Regions from separate parts of the Mus musculus genome. Here region 1 is linked to region 2. Evidence: chromatin contacts called from public HiChIP or PLAC-seq data. All regions are on one chromosome and are shown on one strand. Each heading gives the region's core, a stretch centred on a gene start, on an enhancer-like site or on the middle of the called end of the contact. The rest is flanking DNA. Distances are from core to core; before and after follow the strand shown. Region 1 overlaps Pdzd2 (PDZ domain containing 2). Region 2 has its middle 15 kb from the start of Sub1.

Evidence for each region. HiChIP or PLAC-seq counts read pairs in DNA pulled down with a chosen protein or histone mark.
Region 1: a BATF HiChIP or PLAC-seq map of CD8 T cells shows a contact between it and region 2, with 5 read pairs. The contact joins two enhancer-like sites.

Annotation. Positions count from the first base shown.
Region 1 is chr15:12,583,424-12,588,178 of GRCm38.p6, forward strand. The region is part of intron 3 of Pdzd2 (PDZ domain containing 2); the gene reads right to left. Among named protein-coding and RNA genes, the nearest start is that of Gm41273, 66 kb to the right of the region's middle. Within about 2 kb of position 2,903, at least 22 of the 459 cell types and tissues checked have an H3K27ac peak or open chromatin away from gene starts, as enhancers often do. A contact at or near this core is called in CD8 T cells, where this site is marked.
Region 2 is chr15:12,008,370-12,013,676 of GRCm38.p6, forward strand. No RefSeq gene overlaps it. Among named protein-coding and RNA genes, the nearest start is that of Sub1, 15 kb to the left of the region's middle. Within about 2 kb of position 2,547, at least 145 of the 459 cell types and tissues checked have an H3K27ac peak or open chromatin away from gene starts, as enhancers often do. A contact at or near this core is called in CD8 T cells, where this site is marked.

The DNA.
Region 1 (4,755 bases), core at 1,653-4,152, 580 kb after region 2:
TAGGAGGAGATGGGGTAGGGAGAGAATATGCTTAAAATATCTGGTATGAATGATAAAATTAAATTAATAAGAACAATAATAATAATGGCTAGTTGTGGTGGTGTTTGCTTTCAATCCCAACATTTGGGAGGAAAACAGCAAGTGGATCTCTGTGAGTTCAAGGCTAGTCTTGCCTAAATCGTGAGTTCTAGACCAGCAGGGACTACATAGCCAGACCCTTTCTCAAACATAAATAAGTTATTTAATAATATAAAGCCTGTTTGAAATGTATCTCAGGAGAGCCACATTATCCCTTGAGAATGAGCTTTGCCCTACAGTAAACTCTATCCTCTTTTTTAACCTTTGAATTCATTCAAGGGAGCTCACAAGGACAGGGTCGCCAAAGACACTAAGTGTTTGCTTGTTTGTGTGTTTATTCCTTCAAGGTATCTTGTCTGTCTTGGGCTGGTCCATCTCTGATCATTCTTCAAGCATCAGGCAGGACTTTTCAGGAGTGCATATCTGGACTGCCGTGACTCGCCCTCAGGTTTGACAGAGATTGGTTTTATATGGGTTGAGTCTTTAGGGATATCTCTTTCCCATCTGCTCCCTCACAGCTGTCCTTTCAGAGCTTTTGTGAGTAGACACCTGTGTTGGCAAAGGCCAAGGCTTTTCTAATAAATATCGATTCCTTTCATCCTGTCTAACCTCATACCCAGCTCAAGGAAGGGCTGACTGAACGGTTACCCAAGCCGTGGAAAGAGCTCAGCCTCCTTCATCTCCTTCCCCTCCTCAAAGGGGGATGGGGGGGGGAGAAAAAAGTTTAAGTTCTGGAGATGATGCAAAGGAAAGACCACGATCCCCCTGTTAGGGGAGATGGAGGATTAGGCCATCACGGCAGGCCTTGACTATTCATCTGAGTCTTGGAGAACCCCACTTCCCCACACTCCATTATTTTCAACAGTATTAGGGCCACCCAAAAAGTCACCAGTAGTCATGGTTTTTGTTTGTTTGTTTTTTTAAATATTTAAGTAACATAAGTCAAACTCGCATAGTCAAAATCTTTGGAGGAAGATCACATTCAAAATCCATGTAACTATATAACATATGTTTTGTTTTATTTTATTTGTTTTTACAGTGGTAGGGAGTTGGATCTGGGGTCTTGATGAATGCCAGGAAAGTGAGCTACCACTGGGATACAGCCTCAAATTGTTTTTGAGGCTATCAGCTGTCCTGGAACTCACTCTGTAGACCAGGCTGTTCTCAAAATCAGGGATTCACCTACTTCTGCCTCCCAAATTCTGGGATTAAAGGTGTGTGCCACCATGCCTGACTGGTTGTAGTTTAAATTGTATACACATGGGTCCTTACAATACTGGCCCTTCTCAAAGCTACACAAAGTGAACAAGGAAAGATAGAGCCTTGGCTTTCTATTTCTGTGAAAGCCAGGCTGTGAGGTGTCTTGCCTCCCTTCAGAAGTCTCTAAGAGAGGGTAAGAGGTAATCCAGGCACCAAAGCTTGGATTTCAAAGACCCTCTTGTGAAAGAAAAATTGAAAATCACTTGGGGACATTTAGTACCCAAACATGAGAGAACAGAAATGCTCAAACGCGTTCAATACTCAAGTAAGAAAGGTGAAGCAGAAGTCAGCCTTCCTGCAAAAGACTCAGAAATGCCCACGGGGGAGGGTATGAAGTCAGACAGTAGTACTTTAATCACGCCAGATGCCTCCCTCCTTATGCTTCCTAGTGACAGCAATTCCTAGAAGTACTTCTAACAGTTTAGAAGTGGGTATCTGAAGTGAGGCATTGGGGGTTTCCTCTTCCTGGGTGGGAGTGTATGGCCGCACCGGCATTCAGTTCCAAGTCAGGTATCAGCGAAGCAGGTGGTTGGAAGGAAAGGAAGCACATCTGCATGGTGCGCTGCGTCACAGGCGTCTGCATGGTGGGCTGCGTCACAGGCATCTGCATGGTGCGCTGCGTCACAGGCGTCTGGATGGAGCGCTGCGTCATGGATGTCTGGATAGAGCGCTGTGTCATGGATGGCTGGATGAAATGTTGTGTTACTGGCATCAGGATGGAGGGCCATATCACGGGTGTCTGCATTGAGCAGTGCATCACGGGCGTCTGGACGAAGTGTCATATCACAGGATAGAGCACTGTATCAGAGAAAGTCTCCCATCTCATATCATCTCTTCCGTCCCAAAAGCAAGTGGACCCAGGGCTGGGGATGAAGCAGGCATGAAAGCCTGGGTTCAGGCCCCAGCATCACATCGAGCAGGCCTGGCAGTACATGCCTGTGACTCCAGCACTCAGGAGGCAGAAGCAAGAGTGTCTGAAGTTAGAGGTCAGCCTCTGCTGCTATATAGTGAGTTTGTGATCAGCATGGGCCTGTCTCAAAAGCCAAAAACAGTGGACCCTGAAATGTCACTCAATAAATGCCTGTTGATAAGTGTTTACAGACACGGCCAGCTTTTTCTAAGAACTCACTCGATTAGTCACTATAACGCTAGAGACTTGGTTACCTGATTTACCTTAAAAGAAATTTCTGGTCTAGGCAGTAGTGGCACACCTTTAATCCCAGCATTCAAGAGCAGAGACAGGCTGAGTCTGTGGCTAGCCTGGTCTACAGAGTGAGTTTCAGGACAGAGAAACTAGAAGCTGGCGTTAAAGACTCTGGGGACTCCTTTATTCATCTTGAAGAGCCCAGCAGGGTGGGTCATGCAATCACTGTCTCGTCTTCTGTGGGAACTGGGGGGAAGGGCAGGAATGAAAGTTGGGGAAACAGCACATTTTGGTGACTCAGTATGGTTCAGGAGGGGCGACTCAGCAGAGACCTCAGCCTGAAGAGCACAGCTGTGAAGCACACCCAGCTGGGGGACAGACAGCTCCAGCACACTCTCTCACAGTGCTTGATTTCAACCACAAGATGGCAGACGACGGCTCTCAGATTCTCCACTGCCTTGGCCTGGTGGCACTTAGAAATCTAGGGAAAGCAAGCTCCGTGCTTCTTTCCAACAGCAGCAATGACTCTTGTCACCAAGTTGCTACAAGCTACACCTATGAGACGGGAGGTTTTTAGGGTGTGACCCCTGCTTTTGTATGAAATGTAGAGAAACTTAACTTTCTATTTGTTTTGATCACAAACTACAGGATATAGAAAACTATCCAATGCCATTTGTTATTATTTATGGGTTTGAAAAAAAAAAGTTATTGACTCTGAGTCAAAGGCATAAACTTGATCTCTGGGAAGATAGATGACCTCAGGAAAGAACTCCCCCGAGTCTTAGTTTCTTCCGTGATACCAGAAAGTAGGACTTGAATGAGCTGGAAGAGATTCCAGAAACCAAGCCATGAAAAGAACTTGCACGAGAAGGCAGCAGGCTGAAAAGAATGGAGCTGGGTACCATGTGGGTCATGGGCTGTTTCTTTCAGCCTACATCCTTAGGGGAATGGGCTGTTCCACGTGGCCAATTTTCCAGATAATTGAATTGTAAATGCTGAAATTTGTTTTCCTTTTAACTTTCTGCAATGGAAATCTTCTTAGAGAGCATGCTGAGTAAAATTTAACCTTTCGTTAATATCTCTAGGTCACCACCTATAGACTATATATATAGTCTTGCATGGAGTACTAGGTGCCTCTGGGCACACATGCAGGGAGACAAGACCCTGTGCTAAGCGGCCCCAGGGACCATATTATAAAGCTATAATTGGAGAATCTTCCTTTCTCTCTGTCTCCTACTACATCACCACCTGCAGTCATTTCTCCAAGTAACACCTTCTCATACCCTCTTGACACTCTGCCTAAATCTGCTTTAATCCAGACAGAACTCAAGGTTGCCATGGGTAACCAGTCTAAGATTGTACCAACCCTAAATTTATTTTTACACATGATTTGGAGGCAGAGGGGATTGAAGGCTGCTGCTGGCTAGGGCTGATACTCAGCTACTCTTTATTGCATGGCGTGTCTCTGTGCCATTTGGCCAGTCACCTTGAGTATGTCTGGCCTATATCTGCCCAGTGAGATTTTCTTCTGGGATCGTACAGACTCCTCATACTCCAGGAACACATTGGCACTATCGTGGCTGGAGCACTTAAGACCCTATGCCTGTATGTGTCTTTGACTTAAGTGGCCAGCACCCAGACCATTGAAGCTACACAGTAAAATAGCTCACTGCTAATCCAAGGTTTCAATTACTTGTGGTCAAAAAGGTCAAAAACCTTCAGGACAGCGAGATATTTTGAGAGAGAAAGCACATCCACATAACTTACAGTAATCTGTTATGATCGTCCTATTTAAATATTACTTATGGTGGCTAACCTTTCGCTATATTTAATACATACTAAATTTTGCCATAAATATAGCCCATCAGTACAGGGTAAGGGACTGTCCATGGATAAAGGGGACCACTGTCCTGTCACTATCATCTCTTGTGTCTGAGGAGCTGGCAGGGTTTGAGGTTCTTTCGTTCCAACTCAAAGGCCTATTCTCTGTTGTGACTTGTGCTGTGGGTTCAGGTTGCCCAAGGCTGGATGGGCGAGATGCTAAAAGATCCTCTGGACTGGGTATCTTCCTTGTGCCAGCTACATAGTCACCGTGTCGATAAATCATCTTCTCTCACCCACCAAGCAGCTCTTATTAGGAAAACAGAGTCAGCCTCCCATGCCAAGGGAACAGTCACAAGGCTTCTGGAAGTCGCCCTGACTCCTTAGAAGGCCTGTGTCCTCTGGACTGTGCTATGTTCACATTTATTAACCTATAAAAATTTCCAAAGCCC
Region 2 (5,307 bases), core at 1,297-3,796:
TCTATCTGCTGTGGAAATCAGTATTTGGGTTTCTCAAAAAAAAAAAATTAAAAATAGAACTACTGTAACCTCCCTCAAGCCTGAAGCAGGCTGAGCCAGACCTCGACTTTGCTGCCACTAAGGAGATTACCTAAAATGGAGCCTCCCTAGATCACTCTATTGTTCAGCCACTGTGTGCTGTTCCTCTTCAAGATACTGCTACCTGCTGGGAGGCCGCTGAGCCTATTCCAGAGACTACACCCTATCCTGCATGTCATCACCTGCACCTGGGCTCCAAGAATGAATTAGCGGGAATGGGCCTCCCCTCCCCCCTTTATAAGCACAGTTGCCATTAAACATTTGAGCCTTGATCAGAACATTGTCTTGGCTCCATTTCTCTCTCATCCGCCTAGTTTCCCTTTCTTTCAGCGCCAGCCTGCCACACAGGTGTACCCCGTCCATGTGAGCCGCTGGATGGCCGCAACAAACTACCACATGATCCACCTATACAACTCTTGGGATGTATCCAAGGACTCCATAGTCTTACCGGACAGATACTTGCACATTTGTGCCTCTTTCTACTCTACCTGAAGTAGCAAGAAGACGGACCCAGTCTTGGTGCTCACCAGCTGATGGACAGAGGATGGAAATGTGGTACAGATACATCATGGAATTTTCCTTGGTTACAAAGAAAATGCAAATTACAGGGAAATGGGTAGACTTAGAAAGTATAACACAAAACAAGAAAGAAAAGTTAAACTACTTTGAGACATCACTTCCTTCCAATCAGAATGGCCATTATCACAAAATCTGACCACGCATACCGGTAAGGACGTGGAGAAAGAGGAACCACATTCCTCTATTATATTAAATTACTCAAATTCAAAAACCACATGCTCTCTCTCATATGTAGTATCTAGCCTTTAGTGTGGTGTGGTGTGGTGTCTGTGTATATGTGTGTTTGTGTGTGTAGATTAGGGTAAAATCTAAAGCTAGAAAGGAGAGCAAGAGAGTAAGATTAGGTTATGAAACAAGACCGGGTGGGCAGGGGGTGGGGGGTGGACACATGGGACATAGGAGAAGGGGCTGGAAGGGGGAGGGAGTAGCAGGGAGATAGGGGAAGGTAGGGGTAAGGAGAATCTAGTAAGACACAATTTGATTGAAAATGCCATAATGATATATAGTATTCTGTATGCTAATTTAAGAATTTTAAAATTATTTAAAAATCAGAAGATTGGGCTGGGTATGTGTGCCTGCCCTTAGTCCCAGCACTAGATGGATAGGGACAGAACCGGGCAGGACTCTATAAACTAGGGTCTGTATATGAAATTCCTGGTGAGACTGGGACTCAATAAACAGTAAATAGTTCATTCATTCATTCATTCTTTCATTCAACCAGGGCCAGTGAGATAGCTCAGTGTTAAAAGCTCTTGCCACAATGGCTGACAACCTGAGTTCAATGCAAGGAACCAACAGGAAGGCAGGGGAGAGCCAGGGGAGAGACCTCTCGGTGTACTCCACAGTTTTGAAGATAGGAGGGGGTGGAGAGATTGTTCAGTATTTACTCCCTGCTTTTCCAAAGTCTCTGAGTTCAGTTCCCAGCTCCTGTCTCGTGCACATCACACTAAGCAGCTGTAATTCCAATCCAGGAGATCTGATCCGGTCCCCCAGCCTCCACGGGCATCTACACTCAAGCATCCACACATACGCATACACGTACAAAAAAAAAAAAAAAAAAAAAAAAAAAAGCCGGGCGTGGTGGCGCACGTCTTTAATCCCAGCGCTCGGGAGGCAGAGGCAGGCAAATCAGCCAGAGCTATTATACAGAGAAACCCTGTCTCGAAAAACAACAACAAACAAACAAACCCTAAGAAACACTAAAAGATGTGAAATTGGAAGGAAAAGAAAACAGAATGTAGAGGAAGAGGGTTGTTAAGGAAACGTAAGGGAAGGTTCATAATGAAAATATAAGAATCCCCTCGGGGTGGGGGTGGGGGTGTTGCTTTCAATAGGTAAAAATGCATTTCCTCCTTCAGCTGTGACTCAGCCGCCAGGCACCATCCGGGATGGCACACCCTGTGCAGGTGTGAAGAGCAGGCACTCTTAGCTCAGAAGGAGAAGTAGACCGTTTTCGCTTTGACTCACCCTTGTTTGTGTGTGACCAAAATAACGCTATCTACGAAAAGTTTCTGGAATCAAAAGGTTAATAATACCCGGTAGCTTTCGAGGCAGTCCCCTGACCATTGGTGCAGTTTCTGCTCATTCGGACCCATTAGCAGCCACCACTGGGAGCAGGGAGGAAGAGATGCGGCGGCGTGAGGATGAGGAGGGCACAGCTACACTTCCCTTCCCCATCTTCAGATTCTCTTACACGGCAAACCGCAGGCGCAGGACATTCCTGTGCTGGCCCGCTGGCACCGCGAGCCCACGAAGGGGTGGATGCACAGTCATTATCAGCGGCTGCGTTGCTGTCCTTGTCCTTTTTGTTACCGAGTAGTAGGTGAGCACTGTATGTGTTGGCAGCATCTCAGTTGTTGCTGAATAAACAGGGACTTTTATTCTTTAACCCAGCAAGATCAAGTCAGTAGCTACTGAGGTTGACTGACTCAGAAAGGTGCCATACCAGCCGCTTGGAAACGAAAGCAAAGTGACTGCTAGCGGGTGTGAAGTTTCTTTCCCCGGAAATAAAAACTGGGCCAGATCTGTGATCAGAGCATGCTAAAGCCTTCCAAATCATATACAGTTTAAGAGGTTGAACTTAACGCTATATGAGTTATAGTCCTATCTTTTGACAAGAAAATGATTAAAAAGTAGTTAGTGTGTGCCAGGAATCTGTACTAGGTACTGGATTAATAATAATAATAATAAAAATAATAATAATAATATTTAAAGCTCATCCTTTTGAGTCACTTACTATGTGTCAGACTTGGTCCTGAGATATTCTTTGTAGATATTCTCTGACTTTCTTAAGAGAGCCTTAGGACCTTGTTTAAGACAAGGGACAGATTCACAAAGCCCCTTGCTCAAAATCACACACGTAAAACTAGATCAAATCAAATGAATCTGCATTTTTTAGGCGGTTTTGTGTTCAAATAACCATCAGTTAGTTGGTTGGTTAGTTGGTTGATTTTGTGTTTAAATGTTATTAGGTTGGTTGGTTGACTGACTGGTTGGTTGGTTTGACATTGGAAACTGAACCTGAAACCTCTCACAAGTTAGACAAGTTTTATCATTGAGATAAATATGTGGCCCTCCTCACATTGTTTGTTTGTTTGTTCGTTTGTTTGTTTGTTTGTATTGAGACAGGATCTACTAGGGCGCAGACTAGACTTGAACTCTCCCTGTAGCTCAGGTAAACCTCAAGTTTGCGATCCTCTGGCCTCAGCTCCTTGAGTAACTGAGATCACAGGTATGACCCACCACCATGATACTTTTGGTTTCTTGAAACAGAGTCTTAGTATGAAGCCCAAGCCATCCTCAAACTTGTGGTCCACTTGCCTCCACCTCCCAAGTGCTGTGATGACAGGCGTTTACCATCATGCTTACCTTAAACATCATCCCCTTCTTACGGTCCAACTTAACTGGAAATGTGGGTCCGTTTTCTCCGTTGCACGGGTCAGACTGTAGTATCAAGACTATGCTGCACAGAACCACAAGAACATAAGAGCCCACATCTATGAATGACAACACACTCCAGAAAGCAAGTCACAGCAACAAGAGGCAAGCTTCTTTGTAGAGCCACAAAGAACTTGGGTTATGTCTGATGGAATGCCTGACTAACAGACCAGAGCTGTCGAACTCCAATGTACTCACTCACTCTTACCTGCTGGTCATTCAAATCTAAAGATGGCCAAATACACAATGCACCAGCAAACTGGAATTAAAAAATTGAAATGAGTAACCTCCTTACATTATGATGGAGCATAGAGTTTACCTAACAGAGAACACAAAACAGTGGCTGGGCCAAGTAAATGGCTAGCTCTTACACAGCAAGAAGCTTGGAGGCCAGCAGTCCAGGCATGAAGGACTGACTACCTCTGTGATTCTATTAGAGACCAGGCTATAGCTACCTTCCTACTCCATGTGCTATTCTGGGAGGATAACAATAATACTGTATGCCAGTCATATCCACTCCCATTTACTAACTGATTGGTGAATTTTGAGACAGCCCTATGTAGCCCAACCTGGCCTCGAGGTAGGGTTTTGTAAACAAGAGCAACTTGGGGAGGAAAGAGCTTATTTCAGCTTCTGTGTCCTAACCACAGTGCAGCATGATGGGAAGTTAGAACGGGAACCTGGAGGCAGTAACTGAAGCAGAGGCCGTTAAGGACTACTGCTTACCAGTTTGCTTCTCAGGGCTTGTTCAGCCTGCTTTCTTATGACGCATGGATCCACCGGCCTAGGGGTAGCACAACCCACAGAAGCTGGGCCCTCCTATACCAATCAAGAAAATGCATCATAAACTTGTCCATGGGCCAATCTGGAGGGGTCGTTTTCTCTGTAAAGGGTACCCCTTCTAAAAGGACTCTAGCTTGTGCCAAGTTGACATAAAAGTAGCCAGCAGATTGGAAACTGGAGGTGATCTTGAACTTCTGATGTTCCTTCCCACAGGTATGTGCTACCATGTCCAGTTTCTGCAGTGGTGGAGAATAGAACCCTAGGTGTCATGTATGTCCCAGGCCCTTCAAATCTCTTTGTAAAGAGCTATCCCTTAAATCCCTCCCAGGTTTGACCACTTGGCAAGAACTCTGTCGGGGCTTCTATGAAGACTACAAAATGTGATTATTTTTAAGCTGGCCACATTTATTATCTATTCATGATGGATAGTGAATATTTAAAGTCAGCTAACACACTGAGCCGCAAACAGGAAGAAAGTGCAAAAATGTGGGCAGATACATGTCAACAAATGTTTCTTATAGGGATTTGAACTCATGTCTTCTCATTGAGTCAGTATGATTAACTCCAGGATATGCTGACTCCTTAAAAGTTATACAGTCTAGAAAAATATACACTCAAGCTAATACATCATAAAAAGGTATATGTTGTATAAATATATACATATATATATGTGTATATATAGATATATATAGATATATATAGATATAGATATATATCTCTCCTTGTTTCATATTGACACAAACTTTGTACCTCTAAACAGCATGAATGAATTACCTAGTAGTCTAGTTTGCTAGCTCTCTGTGGCTGGAATAGAACCAAAGGCAACTTGAGGACAGACACTTGACACTTCTGAGTGTCAGTCCAACATTATGGGAAGCCAAGGCAGAAACCACAGAGGAAAGCCGCTTAGTCTCCATAGCTCAATCACTT